3 separate regions of the Danio rerio genome follow, and regions 2 and 3 are each linked to region 1. The links are chromatin contacts, called in public HiCAR-type and Micro-C maps. All regions are on one chromosome and are shown on one strand. Each heading gives the region's core, a stretch centred on a gene start, on an enhancer-like site or on the middle of the called end of the contact. The rest is flanking DNA. Distances are from core to core; before and after follow the strand shown.

Region 1 (2,721 bases), core at 90-2,589:
TATTGACCTTATTCTAAAATGCGGAAGTGCGCCTGTTTTCGCGATTGTCTTAGAACTTCCGATTCAGTCGCCTATGGGAGAAATGACTAGGAATAATAAACGGCAGAAAATGGCCAAACTACTTGCTCAACAAACAAATGTTTGCATGACTACACAGACCAAGTAGCATAATATAATAAGAAAATATTCAATTGCAACATCAAGCAGCGTAACGAGCAGTTGTTAACGTCAAAAAATGAATGGAAGTGAATGTGACCGGAAGTCGCGAGACAAAAAGATTCAAATGGCTGCACCCGCTCGACAGCTGAGAATAAGGTGAATAGAGGATGAGGGAGCTCAGACGTAACCTACTTTGTATTCCAAAGACAAATGAATAAATGAATGGGGTTTGAAGTGACTTGTTGGTGAGTAATAAATAGCATCGCTTTCTTTTTTGAGTGAACTAGCAGACACTAAATCCTAAGAGGCCTAATCAAGAGTTAGCAGTAGCCTAACATTTATGTTCTGAAATGTCAAGAAAAAAATTGTGATTAACCAGGCTAAGTTACTAAAAGTTAAACTGTGGTTTGTGTTAACTTAAAGCTGTTTTTTTCCCTCCAACAACAGATGTAAAATCATGAAAATCTTCGAAAGGTGCGATTTTTAATCATCTAAATTGGAGAGGAGTAGAACATGAGTAAAGGACAAGCTGTCTGGCAAAGACCAGATGTCCTATGAGTCAGATGAGCAAATGAGAGCTGTGAAAAGTGGAAAAAGAGGTAGAAAAGAGAGAAACTGATATATTGTGAGAGCGCTAAGGAAGGAAGGAAGGAAGGGGAAGAGAAGGTGACTAAGTTGAGACACCATGTGGAGGCAGAAGCTCTACTGATGATTCACCGCGGGAAGGAGAACAGCGGCTGCCGCCCTCCAGCGGCCATCTTACACATCAGCACATAAACACGAACATAAACACTGCTCTTTTTCTCTACCGTTTTTATTCAGATGAGTGAAACACTTTCAGTTACAAAAATGACTTTAAATGAACAACACTGTACAATGAACAAGCGAGTTATTTGTCAACTATTTTTTGGTTTCAGAGATAATTACACCGAAAGGCTAACCTGTCATCATAGGGAGGAAAAGAGAGACACAGAGAACAGAAAAGAAGGACTGCTCAACTCAAGGGAGAAGAAATAGGGACGATGGAAAGGGTAAAAACATGACAAGGTACATCAACAAGCAAAACAGACGCACGCACATATTCACACCGCCAAAATAACCGCATTTCTGACAAGAGTGTAAAATACGTCCACGCGCGTGAACATAAGCAGTGACGCACCCGCGCGCGCTCTTTTACGCACAGACAGAGTGAGCAGTGAAATTAAATCTGGGAAAACATTTAGGGGACAGATTAAAAATCCAGAGAGAGAGAGAGAGAGTCAAAGCATAAAAATCATCACAGACATACCAAGTCTTTTCTGTATGATCATCATCATCATGAAGATTCCCCCCAAATAATCAACAATTAAAAATATACATTTTCTTTATTATCTGCTTTGGATAGTTGAGGTTATACCTTCAGAAACTGGGTTGCTAGGTGACCAGAGACGAAATAAAACAGCTGAGGAGGTGTTGTTCGTGGAGCTCTTTGGTTTAACTAGACGTGTTTAAGTTCTTTGCTATTCTTAAAAATCTTTTAAACACCTTTGGCCTGAAGCTGGTATATTTTTCATCTTCTTCTTTTTTACGAGTAATGCACATACAACGCTAGCATAAAACAACCAGAAAGAAAAATGAGGATGAAAATAGCCTACTCATATTTGCAGTTCTATCAGTCAGGCCCTTTTCAGATGCTAAGACTGATGTTTTCTGGTACTTTTAAACCCTTCTCCGATTGTTAATAATTAATTTATAAAGTGAACGCCAATGCGAATCAAACTGAAGGATTGTGAGCAGGGTTTTAGGGAGTGTGTGTGTTGTGTTCGCCCTCAGACTGGCGTGTTGCTTTGGTATCATTTCTCTGGAGATTCACGCCACTGAGAGACTTGCACTTTGAACACGCTCCCTTACGCTGCTGTTAACTTGCATATCAACATCGTTAAGTTAAAGTATCAGAAACTGCGCCCGACTCTGACGGTAAGAACGAAAGCTAGAGGAAAGGTAACGGAGGATTGAAAAGTTTCCGTTATACATCTTCAACATCGCTGCGTTTTTAGACATAAAATTTGTCACCTAGCAACAACAGTCACCGCTCTTACTCACCTATCTCACTTACATACATACACATACAGGTACACTGTGTGTGTGAGATAGAGTCTGTGTTTAGTGACTGTGTAAAAAGCATTCCCAAGAGCCAAGGCAGTGAACTTGTATGGATGAAACTTTTAGGGCTTTTCACACTTTCAGTAGTTAACCCTGGGTCATTCTAAGCTCTTGGTAAACAAAACATTGACATTGCCTATAAATGACCCTCCTTAAGAATTAATCCTGGGTATTCAAAAGCTGCCATTTCATAGCCTACTGCAAATTCCAAAATGCTAACTTGCATATTCTGTGTCAGTATCTTTGATTGGAGTAATACCTCATATTGACTTTATTCTTCAATGCGGGAGTGTGCTAGTTTTTGCGATTGTTTGCATGTGGGAGAAATGATTAGGAATATGACTAGACATGGGCTGGTATAAGATTCTGACGGTATGATAACCTTGAATAAAAATTTCACGGTTTGACGGTATTGTGATT
Region 2 (2,721 bases), core at 118-2,617, 180 kb before region 1:
TTGTTTTATATATGTTTTGTTCTGTACACCCCTGACATTTTTATTAATTTATTTTTATTTTCCATTTCTTTTGGTATTGTTCTAAATGTTGTTCTTTAAACGATAATAAAAAATAAAAAAACTACTAAGAGTTACTTCACAACATTTATGTTAGCAATTATACATTATCTAAATTATGCAGACTGATGGAAATTGCTTATTCTGTTTAGAGTCTTTAGTTCATCTTTTTTAAAATGTTTTGGGAAGACTTATCGTTGTATTTCCAAATAAATAAAAAAAATCAGGTTTTAGATGTAATTTGACTCAAAACATTGACAAAAGATGTTAAATTTGATTTGGTCTTAAACAACTTTTCTGTGGAATTTATAATGATTCTTTTGATTTTATTTGGTAAATTTCATATTTATAAATGTAGATTGAAGAACTCTAAACCTTGTTTAAAGATTTCTATTATCGATTTTCATTTATATATAGACTCGCATTAGTATATTAGTAGCAAGAAATGTCAAGATACAGTTATAGCTGCAAAGGAGCTGAAGTTAATTGAATAGTAAACTTGCTGTCAATTGGGTAGGTTAAATCATCACATCATTGTAAAGTTTTCTAAGTTGAAGTTGTCTTTTTATTTATTTTTATAATGTAATTTATATTATATTTTATTTTATTTTCTGTTATTAGTTACATTTGTGCTTATTGAATGTTATGTTTAAATTGTATGTTTTCTATTGTTTAAATAATAATAAAAAAAAACTATTAACAGAGTTACGGGATCATAAATATCAATCTGTAAACATTTTTTTAGATTTTAGTTCAGGTAAAGAAACCTGTGTTATGGATGTGACCAAAAAAGTCTTGGAGTTTGCAGTAAACAACATACTTTTTAGAAAAAAAAAAGAAAGAAATAATGCTAATTAAAAGGATAAGAGTTGGTTCAATAAAACAAAAATGACTGATTTTATTTTATTTTACATTTATCAGGGGAAAAGATTTTTATAAATGTGATACCATATTGACTCGTGTAACTTTGGTAAATCAAATATACTTGTTTGAAAAGGCAGACACATACATTTTTGAGTATTTTTACAGTACTGTAAAATACACGCTTGCACAAAAAAACAAACAGTTTCGCTAGTTTGGCGAAAACAAGGTTGACATTTGCATGGAATTGCTCGTATCATGCTTGATTAGTGCATTTGCAGCACCTCTACACTTATGTTTCACCACTGCTCTAGTGTGTAGCTCAATAAAAATACACCAAAGATAAAAAAAAAAAAAATTGTTATGAAACTGCATTCAGGTAAATCTCCTGAGTGTATGTAATGCCACAAGCTCCTCACATGAGGGCAGCACTGCCCTATGAAAAAATGTGAAAGTGATCACAGCCCTGGCAGACTCCGAATTGAGTGAAGGAGAGATTACAGCCAGAGACGGAGCTTTTATGTGAAATGTATGTGCAAGAGTCTTACGAGAACCCATTTTTAGATCCTGTGATCTTCCCTGAGATATAACAGAAATCAAAAATACACTGAAACTTAAAGGATTTAATATGAATAACAACCAATACACTACACTATGTAACATGCTGTATATCTTTGCTGTAGTTATATTTAACTATATACATGTTTGTGTTATCATAGGGTAATCATCTTCAAAAGGGAATAGCTGGCATTCCCGGGAATGCTCTATGATTGGGGAAGGAACAGAGAATCTGCACTGCACCAGAGAGAGAGAGAGAGGGGGGGAAAGACAGAGAGCGACAAATAGGTGAGGAAAAAGATTAGAGAAGACTGACACAATTAAGTGGTTGAAAGGGAAAAAATATATAAATATATATAAATAAAAATAAATATAGCGATGATGAAAAGGGAGACACCATTCTGCCATATAAGAGATAAACATTGCAGAGTTGGACTATACGACAGATGGCGACTCAAAACTGCACATAAACAGAAGAGATCATGTCCCACGCACTACTGAGGCAGAGACCTATTGCAAACGCCATATCGAAATACACTATAGCCCAAAATAACAAAAACACAGTCCATGAAACGTGTAATTATAGTGATGAGTTGAAGAGAAATTCAGAAGCAAGAACAAACAGTTTTTCTTATCAGTTCAAAACTGCCAACATAAACATGATGATTGCAGTAATTCAAATGCATTGATATAAAGATACTTTCTGTATTATTATTTGTGTTCGTGACAGTTTGGCAGTGTTTCTTTTTGTCTTCTAAAACAGTGTAATCACTGCGTTCAGATGTATGCCGTGTGATATTCAGCACTGTCATGAGCACACTATTGAATCTTTGCACCGTACAATTCTTTTTCTACTGTAAAACTTCTTGCATGACCTCCAAATCAATCGGTTGCATTTATTTTTAGGATTTCTTTAGATAATGTACAATAACGGCAATGACATTCAGTCTAAAACAAACATTTTTAGTCTAAAACCACTGAAACACACACACACACACACACACACACACATACAGTGCTCAGCATATATGAGTACACCCCCCACAATTGTCTTACTGAAATGAATATTTTCCATAGGAAGCTATACAATATTATATTTGTGCAGATACATTAGGTTAGTCAGTACTGAAGCCGAATCTGGAGTTTATCAAACAAAATAACTTTCAATATTGGTTCAAAAATTAGTAGCCCAAATTTAAATGTTAAAGAAAATTATTAAATAACATTTTCAAAAATAGCAAAAAT
Region 3 (2,721 bases), core at 148-2,647, 160 kb before region 1:
CGCATGCCATGCTCCTGAGTTCAAGCACTTTGAAATCAGGAGATAAGCTTGAGTACCAAAGCTTGCGCCATATGGATGCTGAAGCAGTACATGTAGGGTGTGACGTAGAAGCGAAGCTGCCCAAAACAACATCCAGCACCACCACCATCACCAGTCAGCAAATCTCTCGCTTCTCCACCATGACTCAAAGGAGCAAAGGTCCTCGGTGGCACACACCTTCCATTGCTAAGCGTGCAAAGTGGCACACATAACCTGATGAAGAATGAATTGACGGATTGGTGTTAATGCAGCCATCATCATGAAGACACTCTTTAAAAAAAAAAAAAACATCAAGAGTGTGTGTGTGTACCATGAAAACCCCTCAATCAAGGAGGCCTGTGAGAACTGAATGATACTTTTAAAGCATTCATTAAAATATTAATTAAAGGTTTTTTTTAAATACTACCATAAATACATGTATGAGCCCCTGAAATGATGCACAACAATCAAAAGCGTACCGTCAGAAGAATGCGCACGGCAGCCGCCGGTGGTAGTACTATACTCGCTTCGCAATGTCACAGGAGTAGTACTATGCCAAGGACTCTCACACAAGCTAGATCAAACAAGAAACGTCTTGAAAAATAGTAAAAGAAAGCTTTAAAGCGTGCACAAATACAGTCGCGCTGACGTGCAAAAACACAACGCAAAGGTTGCCCGTGTCAATATGAGGACGTACATGCATGCAGCAAAAGTTGCGAGTGATCCACCTTTATGAGACGTCCGAGAACGACAGCGCGTGTGGTTAATCCGTTTAATAATGAAGTATTAATTTGTTTGTTTTTGCATTGGTGCCGTGACGTTATTACTCCGCTAGTACTGTAGTGCAATCCTTCCTCGAGCGTAATCCTGCCAGTGCGTAACGCAGTGCACGAGTGCCAGTCTGCTCTCGTCAAGTTGCTCAAACTCATGCCATTCAGGCAAAACAGTTCGGAATGGGGTAAGTTATTAAATTAGGCTAGTCGAAAAAGCTTGCTCTTTAAAACATTTGACAAAGTTTAACTCTGCATCCCCACCCCCCTCCCTTCTCTTTGCTCTAGGTCCTTCCTTGATGTTTTTGTGAGCTGTTTTGTCTTTTACACGCAACAGTCATGCCCAAAACACGGTTTGCCGGCAGTGTTCGTTTGAGTAGTTACTACTTACCAAACCAGCAGAAATACTTAAGAGGAAACCGATGAATTTACGGTGCAAATTGCAGATGCGTGTTCTCTTTTCGGACTGAAGTGGCGTGCAACGTCCATGTGTGTCTTCTGTCTGTCGGGAATTTTACTTTATATCAGTCCTCCGTAAAACATCCTTGCCCCCCTCCCAACAGCAACTCAGGCAGGGATTAAAAACTATATGAATCCCTTTTCCACTACACTCACAAAATGGTGAATGAACCACTAACAGCTGGCGCGGCTGGCCAATCAGAGCGCGCTGGCAGATACAGTAGCCTATGGATTTGACAGCAGAAACTCGGGGGCGTTTCTCGGTGGCTTCTTCCGTTTGATTGACAGGCACTTTGTGCCAATCGCAGAAAGGCTAGATAGCAAGCCGGCGCTCACTCCAAAAGTTACAGTATCCAATGAGAGCGCTGGGAACCATAGGAACAGGGTGTAGGCGGGCACTAGGGAAGTGTTCAAGAAGCGCTGGCCAATAACATGATACGAGTCTGCGCTCCTTAATAAACGTGCGTGTTTCCCCATAAACGACATCAAGATAAACATTTTTATTTTTAAACTTATTTGATTGAGATATTTTTTAACTTTAGAGATAAACAACTTTTATATTTGATTAAGAATTTTACTGTTTGCTATTGTCAAGTAATTCAGTTCACTTATGAGTAAAGCAAAAGCACTCGGCTAATCTCAGCGTCCCCCTCGTGCGGGTCTCTGACTAAACAATTCACTTTCACACTACTATGCTTGTAACTACTGTTGACGCTCTCGATTTTTTTCCACTCTGCCTCGCTTTTCTCTCAGCAACAGCCCCTCACCTCGTGCGCGACAGCCAATCACCGCGCGGCATTCCACTGTCTCTAACGTATGTGCCGCTGAGCCCCGCCCCGTCCATGCAACGCTTGCAGGAGTTTGTAGGTGACGTCATCGCATCCCCGCGTGATTGGCCAGAAGCGTCGCGACGACGAGCCAATGATCAAACTCAGCGATGAAGTCATCACGCATGTTGCCACCAGCTGGATGGAATGGGCGTGGCCTGACGTACTCGCCTAACCCCGTGCTTGATGAGTAGTAGGACAAACACACAAGTGACTGACTGAGAGCTGTATAAACCACGCTGGAAAAATAGGTAGTGTACTTTTAACATGTTGTTGAAATGCAAATAGTGCTTTCCAAGCGAGTTGGTTTGTGTTGGTCATATACAAGGCTTTCAGAAGCACTGACGCATTGAAGCGTGCATCTACATTCACAGGATGAATGTCCGTTGTGAATTTCCTTCGAGAAGCAAAGAAGTCGTTACATAATCAGTGTTGTAGACAGATTCAAGCTCTCTCACAAGCGCAGTCCTCCTTTCACGTTTAAGCATCGTCCAGCGACCTCTGTCGGTGTTCTGCTGCAATGCAGAGAAGCATTCGTGCACGCTGAGGTGGGAAAATTCAAGGTACCTTTTACTGCGCTTTTTTTCTACTGATAAAATTATTATTAAGAACTAAAGGCGAGACACTGGAGGCAAAACTCACACTTT

The links. A called contact is a pair of places that touch in the nucleus more often than the background predicts. HiCAR-type assays count read pairs that join an accessible place to other places.
Region 2: a Micro-C map of caudal fin shows a contact between it and region 1, with 11 times the contacts expected there. The contact joins two enhancer-like sites. A contact is called at or near these places in 2 of 18 Hi-C or Micro-C datasets (caudal fin and an unstated tissue) and 2 of 4 datasets of contacts at active chromatin or transcription factors (caudal fin and embryo).
Region 3: a contact with region 1 is called in a HiCAR-type map of caudal fin, with 13 times the contacts expected there. The contact joins the promoter of cicb here to the enhancer-like site in region 1. A contact is called at or near these places in 7 of 18 Hi-C or Micro-C datasets (caudal fin, embryo, hematopoietic stem cells and 1 more) and 2 of 4 datasets of contacts at active chromatin or transcription factors (caudal fin and embryo).

The regions. Positions count from the first base shown.
Region 1 is chr16:11,257,594-11,260,314 of GRCz12tu, reverse strand. It overlaps pou2f2b (POU class 2 homeobox 2b), which reads right to left. Exons shown (of 18, transcript NM_001423213.1): 18 at 965-2,721. Among named protein-coding and RNA genes, the nearest start is that of erfl3, 36 kb to the left of the region's middle. Within about 2 kb of position 1,339, at least 51 of the 62 cell types and tissues checked have an H3K27ac peak or open chromatin away from gene starts, as enhancers often do. A contact at or near this core is called in caudal fin, where this site is marked.
Region 2 is chr16:11,439,962-11,442,682 of GRCz12tu, reverse strand. The region is part of intron 2 of cicb (capicua transcriptional repressor b); the gene reads right to left. Among named protein-coding and RNA genes, the nearest start is that of cicb, 25 kb to the right of the region's middle. Within about 2 kb of position 1,367, at least 8 of the 62 cell types and tissues checked have an H3K27ac peak or open chromatin away from gene starts, as enhancers often do. A contact at or near this core is called in caudal fin, where this site is marked.
Region 3 is chr16:11,415,115-11,417,835 of GRCz12tu, reverse strand. It overlaps cicb (capicua transcriptional repressor b), which reads right to left and starts at 1,397. Exons shown (of 21, transcript XM_005173512.6): 1 at 1,180-1,397.